Regions from separate parts of the Mus musculus genome. Here region 1 is linked to region 2. Evidence: chromatin contacts called from public promoter capture Hi-C data. All regions are on one chromosome and are shown on one strand. Each heading gives the region's core, a stretch centred on a gene start, on an enhancer-like site or on the middle of the called end of the contact. The rest is flanking DNA. Distances are from core to core; before and after follow the strand shown. Region 1 holds the start of Marchf10 (membrane associated ring-CH-type finger 10). Region 2 holds the start of Mrc2 (mannose receptor, C type 2).

Region 1 (4,118 bases), core at 1,448-3,947, 160 kb before region 2:
TAATTTACATGTCAGGGTTAAGTTTACTCCTGAAAAGCTGACTGTCTGAATTGCTTTGTAGCTTCTTTAGGAGCTGATCTTTGCCACTGCCTCTTTCTCTCAAGGGCATGATGCTTTCTTCCAGGTGTGTTGGCACCTGTAACCTGTAACCCCAGCACTGGGGAGGCGAAGGTAGGAGGACCAAGAATCTGAGGTCAGCCTGGGTAATGCAGTCATGACCCGACCCCCTAGAGACCCCACAAAATAACAACAACAAAAACAAAGCAAAGGGGCTGGAGAGATGGCTCAGCGGGTAAGAGTACTGACTGCTCTTCCGAGTCCGAAGGTCCTGAGTTCAAATCCCACAACCACATGGTGGCTCACAACCATCCGTAATGAGATCTGACGCCCTCTTCTGGAGTGTCTGAAGACAGCTACAGTGTACTTACATATAATAATATAATAAATCTTTTTTTTTTTTAAGTATAGGAATGTTTCATGCTGAGACAGGTAACTTCTCCAAGCTTTGTACTTTGTGTTTTAGCAGTAAAATGTGCCTTGGAAAATGAAACTACCAATTAATGTTTGTCTTCTCTCATTTAAACCTCACAACAGCCTTTTGGGGGTGAAATGTACTTTTTTTTTTCCTCTAGCTCTTAAAACAGAAAATTAAAAATCCATATCTAATATATGCCAGTATGGTAGTGTCTTTTTTCTTACTTAGTGGGCAACATTAATCTGCTGGGAATGGGAGTCTTCTCCCGGGCTCTGGATCCATTCCTTGTCAGGAGTCCTTGGCTGTGTCATCTCTATTCAACTATCTCTCTTAGTCCTCAATGTCCTCCTCTGTTAATCAGTAATAATAATTATCACTAATTACCACTACTACTATCATCTCTGAGTTAGGTCCTTGGTCTCTAAGAAAAAGCTTCCCGCTTCTCATTTTACTGCAATCCCCACAACCCCCCTCCCCCCACACAGAGTCTCTGACAGAGTGAGGAGGTTTCCCTAGAAGGCCCTCACTTCCTCTAAGAACTGGGATTTCAGGCATCTGCCATCACATCCACTCTAAGGATCAAACCCAGAGCTTCATGCCAGACAGGCACTGAGCTACATCCCAGAAAGTGTCTCAAACTTGGGGGTCCTTAATTATAGTCCTTTGAACAGCAAAGACCATGGAAAGAGGTTCCATGGTATGTCTTTACCAGTCAACGATTTAATAGAGAATCTTTGTTAGCCGGCTGAGAACAAGACTAGAACATGGTGTTGCAGGTAAAAAGTACCTGCCACCAAGCCCGACAAGCCGGGTTTGGTCACTGGGAGCCACACGGTAGGAGAGAACAGACTTCAGCAAACTGACCTCCCCTTCCCTGCACTGGGGCATGTTTGCCCTCTCACACATCCAATAAAAATAAGATGTAATAAAAATCTTTAAACATACTAAAAATAGAAAATGGTTTGGAAAGGGAGAGCAATGAAGGTCAGATGAGAAAGAGCCCAAAACAAAGACTTCCCCAAGGCATATTTTGTCTAGACTCTGTGTTGCTCAAGATACGTCTTAGAAGTTGGCGTGAAGGTGAGAAGGAGGGTTTGGCATGTCCTAGAGCCGCAACTGGCAAGAAATGACTCAAGGACAAAACCAAGAAAGCAAGTCCTGGGGAACAAATAGGGACAGTCACAGTCCAGAGTCTGGGGCTCACTTCTTAGGCAGTGCTGGAGTCTGAGAGTGGCTTGTTGGTGATTAAGACATGGGACCTAGGCTGTTTACGTGGCACAGGGAGAGGTGGACCTGGGGTACGACTGACAGGGGCTCAGAGCGTCCTTGCAAGGTTCAAACATCAATCCAGTTTAGAGACCACTGAGTCCTAAATTAGGGGTGGTAGTGATAAGAATAGAAAGGGTGTCATACTGCAAACACAAAGCCACCACCTGAATGTGGGCTTACAGGGGCTGCATAGAAGTCTCCTGGACCCCAGACATGTGGAGACTCTGGGACACTGGTGAAAGTTCCAACAATTTCTATTGTCCATCTTCTTTGCTCTCCGCCCAATCTAAAATGCCCTTAGGTGACATCAGTCAGCAAGGTACTAAGTACCTAAATATGCAAAAGAAATAGAAGACTCAAGGCTGCCTATTAGCCCCTCAGTGAAAAATAAACGCAGCCTAGAAACAGTGATGTAAACCAAGAACCTGGTGGGCACTGGTCTAAACCTCCAAGCTCCTCTCTCCTGGAGAAGCCCGTAATGACTACTGTTAACTAAGAGGCTAGCTTTCGGGCTCCGTTCTGAAGCTGATCGGGTGCCTCCCTTAATTGTTTATTTCTGCTCTGAGGTTGGATCGGAACATTCTGCCTGAGATCCCTGTATAACAACCATTTCAAAGAGTGCAGTATCTTTTCTTCTTTTCATTTATTCCCTTTACTGTTTTATTTAATTTTTTTTCCTCTCCCATTTTCTAATCTTCATCTTATAAGAAACAACACTGAGTCTGGGCGTGAACACAGACAAAATCAGAGTGCCTATTCCTAGAGCATCTCTTCCAAGCCAGCCGCCATCACTGCTTTCCTTTCTCAACTGCATCCCTTCTCGTTCCCACGGCAACCGGCAGAGCCGCCCACGTGTGGACTCAGGACCCCCGGGGCCGTAGCCCTGCCCCACCCCCACGATCCACGTTCCCTCGCGACTAGCGGCACAGGCTCCGCGCGAGGAGGGAGGCACGGTTGCCAAGGAAACGGGAGGACGCCAGGCAGCCGCCCCCACCGTCTCCACCCCAAGAAAGGCCGGAGGCCGCGGCGGACAGCTGCCTCCCGGGAGGAGAAGGAAGAGGGCCCTCTAGAAGGAGGGAAGACAGTGAGGTGTGGGGGAGGAAGAGGAGCCCAGGACCGGCCCCACGCACGATTGATGGGCGGCTCTTCGCCCACCCGCTCCGCCCCGCGGCCCCTTTAGCCCCTTGTGAGGGGTGAAAGTGCTGATCCCCAAGGTAACGGGCGCCTGCCCCAGCCTTCCCAGAACTGAGGATCAACTATACCTTTAAAACTTAAAAGATTCTGAAGGGAAATCAGACCTCTTAGCGCCCCTCTCTTCTTCGGGCTAACAGTAGCTCCAGTTTGTTTCTACCTCAAAGGAACAGATTTAACTGGAGTCTAGTTGGTTTTTGTACACTGGTAGTTCCATCACCCCCAACTGCCGCACAGCTACATTGGTCTACAATCCAGGAAACAGCTTTTGAATGTGGAAACGATGGTATTATTAATGGTAGAACCCAATCGCTTGTCAAACTTGTGATGTTCTTTTCATTTTTCCAATTACACAGTCTCTGCTCTGGGCTTAATAGTCTGTGTGTGTTAGCTAGGTCTCTCATACACCCCTTTTACACAACCATTATTTCCTACGTTAAATTGGAACAGTCACCCTTTCTTGACACCACCCTGCCTCAAGCCCTCAGCCTCTGAAAAGTATAAACCGAGCCTAAGTCACTAAACTTATATTCAGCACAAGTTTAAAAAATGATATTAAAAAAAACTAAGATTTTTTTCCAAACTAAAATTGAAACAAATCCTGTAATCCTTGACATTACAAATGAATTCATTGTGGAAAAGATTAAAGTCTTCTGAAACTCTTCTTCTAAGCAGCCAATCATAGACATGGAGGAATTTATAGACCTGATTGTCAGGTAGTAACACAGCTACTTATATCTTGCCTCAAATGAAGCTTCAGTATAGAGAGGTTAAATTTACATTTTGCTTATTTGCCAAAATCAAGACAGTATAGTTTTAATGATATTTCACAGAGCGAGCATTGCAAGAAAACGGTAAGACAGCTTATTTTAAAAGCACTTCTTTCAGGTCAGGTGTGGTTTTTATCTTTTGTTTTTTGTTTTTTTTTTTTTTTTGACAAATGTAGTCACAGAAAAAGGAGACAGCATGTACACAGGCATGCACATGTGCATGTATGCACACATGTGTGATACTTTTAGAGACTGGAAAGGAATGTAGTCTGTCCTTATTCCTGCTCTCCTTAGTCAGGGTGTCTCAGTCTGAATTCCCTGGAAATTTATGCTAGAGAGGAATTCAAATGTCACAGAGTTCTTAGAATATTCCTCATTGAAATTTCACAGATGCGTGGAATTTTGAGGCCTTG
Region 2 (4,662 bases), core at 1,570-4,069:
TTCCTCCAGAAACCCAAGAAGCTTCCACAAAATATTCAACGGCGGCGACACCTTTCTGACCTGCTCTCCCTCCTCTGGCCCTCCCTGCTCCCTCCAGAGAGCCTCTCCCCCTTGGACCACATTCTCTCCTGTTTCTGGTCATTTACCATCCTTGGTCCCAGCCTTTCACTTTCTAGATGTGCCCAAAATAAATCATCAGACTCCTCTTAAGACTCTATTTTGTACTCTGCAAAATGGGTCCAGCAATACCTACTTCTTTGGGTTATCATCAGAATTGAATGAGAAAGTGGATGCTAAGCACTTGCTTCCAGGCTGAGATGACACTCGCCCACAGAGCCTTTACACCCCACTAGCGGTTCAACCTGTGTCATCCTCCTGAAAGACTTCCGGTTCCCCTGAGACACATCTTAACTCTTAACACTTGACTCAGTGCTGTACACAGGGAGAGTATACCAGCAACACAGCAAAAGCACATTTTATGGGGTCACAGAAGAAGTAAAGATGAATTCTGACACCCTATGTTAAGAATCCTTTCAGTCCTTTCACCTCTGATCCCCAAGAAGAGCGGCCATTCCTCATCCAGAGTCCACTAGACTTCCTTTCCTCTTGGTGATCAGGAAGGTGCCAGCCCAGCCCCCTCCCCCCACTTCCCACCCCTGGGGTGCCTTTCAACTCCTACCTCCCACAAGCACTTCTACCTAGAGCCACAGGTTCCCCATGGTGAAACTTGCAGAGTGCTTGCCCCTTCCATCAGGTTCTAGCCCAGCCTCCCAGATGAGGGGCCCATGGAAGATGGCAGGGTAGGGTCGGTCAGTGCTGTGTTTGTTCGGTGACAGGGAAGTTGTGTGGTTTTTACCCTCCTGTTCAGTTGCTTTAGCGAAAAGCCCCTCTCCCCCACCCCCTCTCCCCCACCCCCACTCCCAGCTCCGTGAATCCAGGCTGGGCTTCTTCAGGGCTCAGGAGGGTGATCCAGGCCACACAGCAGCCCAGACATGGGCATTTTGTGTGTAGGACAGTCTGAGAGAGCAGGGAGGGACAGAAGCAGAGACCAGGAAGCCCAGGGACACTGTAAGCCTCCTTTTCCTCCCTGACTGGGCCCCTCATCAGGCATCTCCACCCCCCTGTCAAAAGCTCCCTGGGGGAAAGACCAAGTCAGCGCTCTGGCCCAGCTCTTTCCCAGGGCCTGGCGTTAAAACCCAAGCTAAGGCTCTTGGAATTGGCTGTCCTTTCCCTCCTCCCTCGAATCCTGCAGTCCCGTGTCCTATACAGAGGAACAAGGCTCTGGCAAGAACCCCGGGAGGTGAGGGGCACGCTGATGCTACCAAGCTACAAGGGGCTCCGGCTTGCTTCCTGTGTATGCAGGCTTCAGATCCAGGTGGGAGGGAAGGGCAGAGGAGGCTCCTATGTAACTGTGGGTCACCCTGACCCTACCTTTCCCCTCAGCAAATGCCCACAGCACACCAGGCCACCGCAAAGGCCTCAGACTCTTCAGGGGGCCCTCTAGTCCTAGCACAAAGCTGCAGCTGCTGTCCCATCCCTTTCCGCTGACCCAGCCCCCAATTAAACATAAAAAGGGGATGTGGAGGCAACACCCAGCACATTTTTTAAAATTCTGAGTGCCTCTGCCCCCCAAGATCTACCCTATCAATGTTTATGAGTGTTCAGGTTCTTGTCGAGGGACCTGTCTGACCTCACATTTCAGATAGTTCTAAAATAACGACGACGACGACGACAACAACAACAACAACACAACAACAAAAAAAAACATACAGAAAAGAGAAGGGTGCAGTTTGGGGGGCTTGTGTGGTTGGTCTTCTGTGGGTTGTGGTTTGTATCTTTAGAAACTCTTTTGCACCAAAGACTGTCCACTCTGGAGAAGTGCCAATTTGATCAGAATTGAACACACAAAGTGAGAAACGAACACACACACACACACACACACACACACACACACACACACACACGCACGCACGCGCATTCGGTTCTCCTGGCACAAAACTGTTCCACAGGGTTACGATCGAACGGTGCATAAGTCCTCTGCCACAAGCTGTCCTTAAAGACCAAGTAAGAAAACATAAAGACCCCATTGCCAGACGCTGAACAGACTGACCCCTCACGTACAGAGTAAGAAACAATGCGCCTCTGGCTCTCTGGTTGTATATCAAGGTACCCAGACCAGCGCGGGGCGAGCGCCGGGGGTCCGGGTGGCCCGGACACCAGCCCTCCCTCTCCCTCCCAGGCCGCGGTGCCTTGGCTCCCCTCCCCCGCCGCCTGCCACATCTGGTTCCACTCAGGTCCTCCCCCACCTCCAGGCGCGCTCCTCCTCCCATCTCCTCCCTTGCTCCCAGAAAAGTGGAGACGAATTTAAAAAATCCAGTCACACACACACACACACACACACACACACACACACACACACACACGCACACACACGCGTGCGCGCGCACACACACACACACACACACACGCACGCACGCACTTCTTCAGAAAAGATGGGAGAAAAAAAGGAGGGAAAAGTCAAGAGGCCCGACTCCCGAAGTTGGCCAAGTTGGCAGCGCCTTACCCAGGAGGGCGGCGGCGGAGTCCGCCGGGTGGCCGAGACGCAGTCCCCCGAGAAGCAAGACGCAGCGCAGCAGGTGACGAGGCCAGGGCGCGAGGGCAGGTCGGATGGGTACCATCCCTGCGGCGCTCGGAGGACGAGAGTACGGAGGGCGCACGGCAGGGCTGCGTGCAGAGACAGCCCTAGCGCTGTGCTCAGATGACCGCCGGCGAGGGGATCGCATCCTCCTCCGGGTCCGGACGAAGTGATGCCTCCCGGAGAGGAGGAGGGAGGAGGCAGGCCCCGCAGAGGGAGGGCGGAGGGAGGAGCGCAGAACCCTGGAGGAGGGTTTGAGGGGCAGAGGGGAAGGGAAGCGGGCAGCGTGGGAGGGGACGGAGGAGGCGCGGGGGCGCAGGGCTGGGGACCCGGCCGCAAGGGAGTGCGTGTCGGGAGGGAGAGGAGGCGAAGGCTGGAGAAGAGGATCAGCGAGGTCCACAAGGATCCCAGTGTGCGCTCTTTATCTTCCCCTATTCTGCTTCTTAATTCCTTCCCGCCTTGTCTACCCTCTCTTTTCAGACCGGGCCTGGAGCCCCAGACGCTGCGTCACAGCTTCTCCTGCTGGCGCGAGAGGCGAAGCAACTGCAAAACTTTCCGCAGAACTTCACCGCGTGGCGAAGCCTGGGCTGCTGCGAGGCCTGGCCAGCCGAAGGATGGGATGCGCGACTGACTCAGGTGGCCAGTCTTGGGCCCCCAGCATCCCCTCCATCCAGCCTCTTCTGCCAGGTTTTAGGCGCTGAGCATCAGCTATTTCCTTTCCTAAGACCCCCCTCCCCTATTTCTGATGGGGAAGAGGAGGAGCTCAGAACTCCGCGCCACCCGTGCGGAGGTTGGGGGAGGGGAAGGTAGAGCTCCTGTTGCTTGTGAGCAGCGCAAACAATTCTTGATCATCTTGTTTCAGCATGTGTGACTCCTGTGTCAGTGTCCCTGGCACAAAGAATGTAACACTTGAGTTGATAGGGGCCGCTGTATCCAGAGACCTGGGACAAAAGCGGTCCACTGGATGTCCCAGAAGACCTACATCATTCCCACCAGCTGGGCTGCTGGCCGGTAGCAAAGAACAAAACGGAAATTTCATGAAGACAATCCAGTTACTTAGCATTATGCAACAGGTCAGATGGCAGAGCAAAGCACTGGGCTGAGAATCTGGATTTTGGAGAGCAGCCGACACCTAACCTCTGATTTCCCAGTCTTGAAAGTGATGCTTGGGAGCTCCAGCTGAGAACAGGCTTGAGATTTCTGGAGTCCAACAGCACAAAGCAGACTCACCTTCTCCCATCACAAGAGATCAAAACACTGTAAAACTGTAATATAAGTTTTATTGTTTCCTGGACTGGCCACTGAGGGGCTTTTTTTTTTTTTTTTTTTTTTTTTTTTGAAATAACAAACATGACTTTTCATGACTCCTGTTGTAGGTACTCTTTCTGTATCTCTGCAATAAAGGCTCTGCTCCAGGGAGGCTCCACCTTAGCCCTTCTGAACTCTGCCAACTGAGATTCTTGGCTTAATATAGCCCACTGATTGCAGGTCCCCAAAAGGAGCACCTGCAGGCCCCTGGAAAGGTTCTGCTAGCCACAGCCCTGACTGTCAGCCAAGTGAACAAAACCCCTTACCCTAAGGCTAACTTGAGCAGGGTTGCAGATTGGCTTCTGGAAAGTGTTCACAGCTTCACTGGCCCCATGGAGCCTCTCTTCTTGGTTTGACATGTCTTGGGATCCTAAGGTCCTGTACACAGCTGGCTATGCTAGGGCTGTCTTCTCCTGACACCTCCCTCCTTACAAGTCTTGTCATCCTTGAGGGATTTGAGAACCTGCCAGCTATGGATGAGCTGCACTTCCCTATCTGAGCAGCCTAAATACAGGATGCTTCTGGGACAGAATCAATCGGATCCCTCTTCCACCAGCCAGGGCAGGTTTTGGTACTACCCAGCTGGCAGAGTAAAAGCCAACACTGGGACATCACACAACTGTGACATGGCTCCAGCCAGTTGCTCACACAAGACCCACTGTGTGTTCACACACACTATCAGTCCTCCCCTGTCCCCTCACCAAACATCATCTTGTGCC

Evidence for each region. Capture Hi-C pulls out chosen DNA fragments and counts their contacts.
Region 1: a contact with region 2 is called in a promoter capture Hi-C map of pancreatic islet. The contact joins the promoter of Marchf10 here to the promoter of Mrc2 in region 2. A contact is called at or near these places in 8 of 39 promoter capture datasets (the 3T3-L1 cell line, embryonic stem cells, hippocampal neurons and 1 more) and 1 of 9 other capture datasets (pancreatic islet).

What each region holds. Positions count from the first base shown.
Region 1 is chr11:105,455,314-105,459,431 of GRCm38.p6, reverse strand. It overlaps Marchf10 (membrane associated ring-CH-type finger 10), which reads left to right and starts at 2,697. Exons shown (of 12, transcript NM_172568.2): 1 at 2,697-2,958. The region is part of intron 1 of Gm39417 (a long non-coding RNA gene); the gene reads right to left.
Region 2 is chr11:105,290,803-105,295,464 of GRCm38.p6, reverse strand. It overlaps Mrc2 (mannose receptor, C type 2), which reads right to left and starts at 2,819. Exons shown (of 30, transcript NM_008626.3): 1 at 2,564-2,819. The coding sequence starts at 2,678.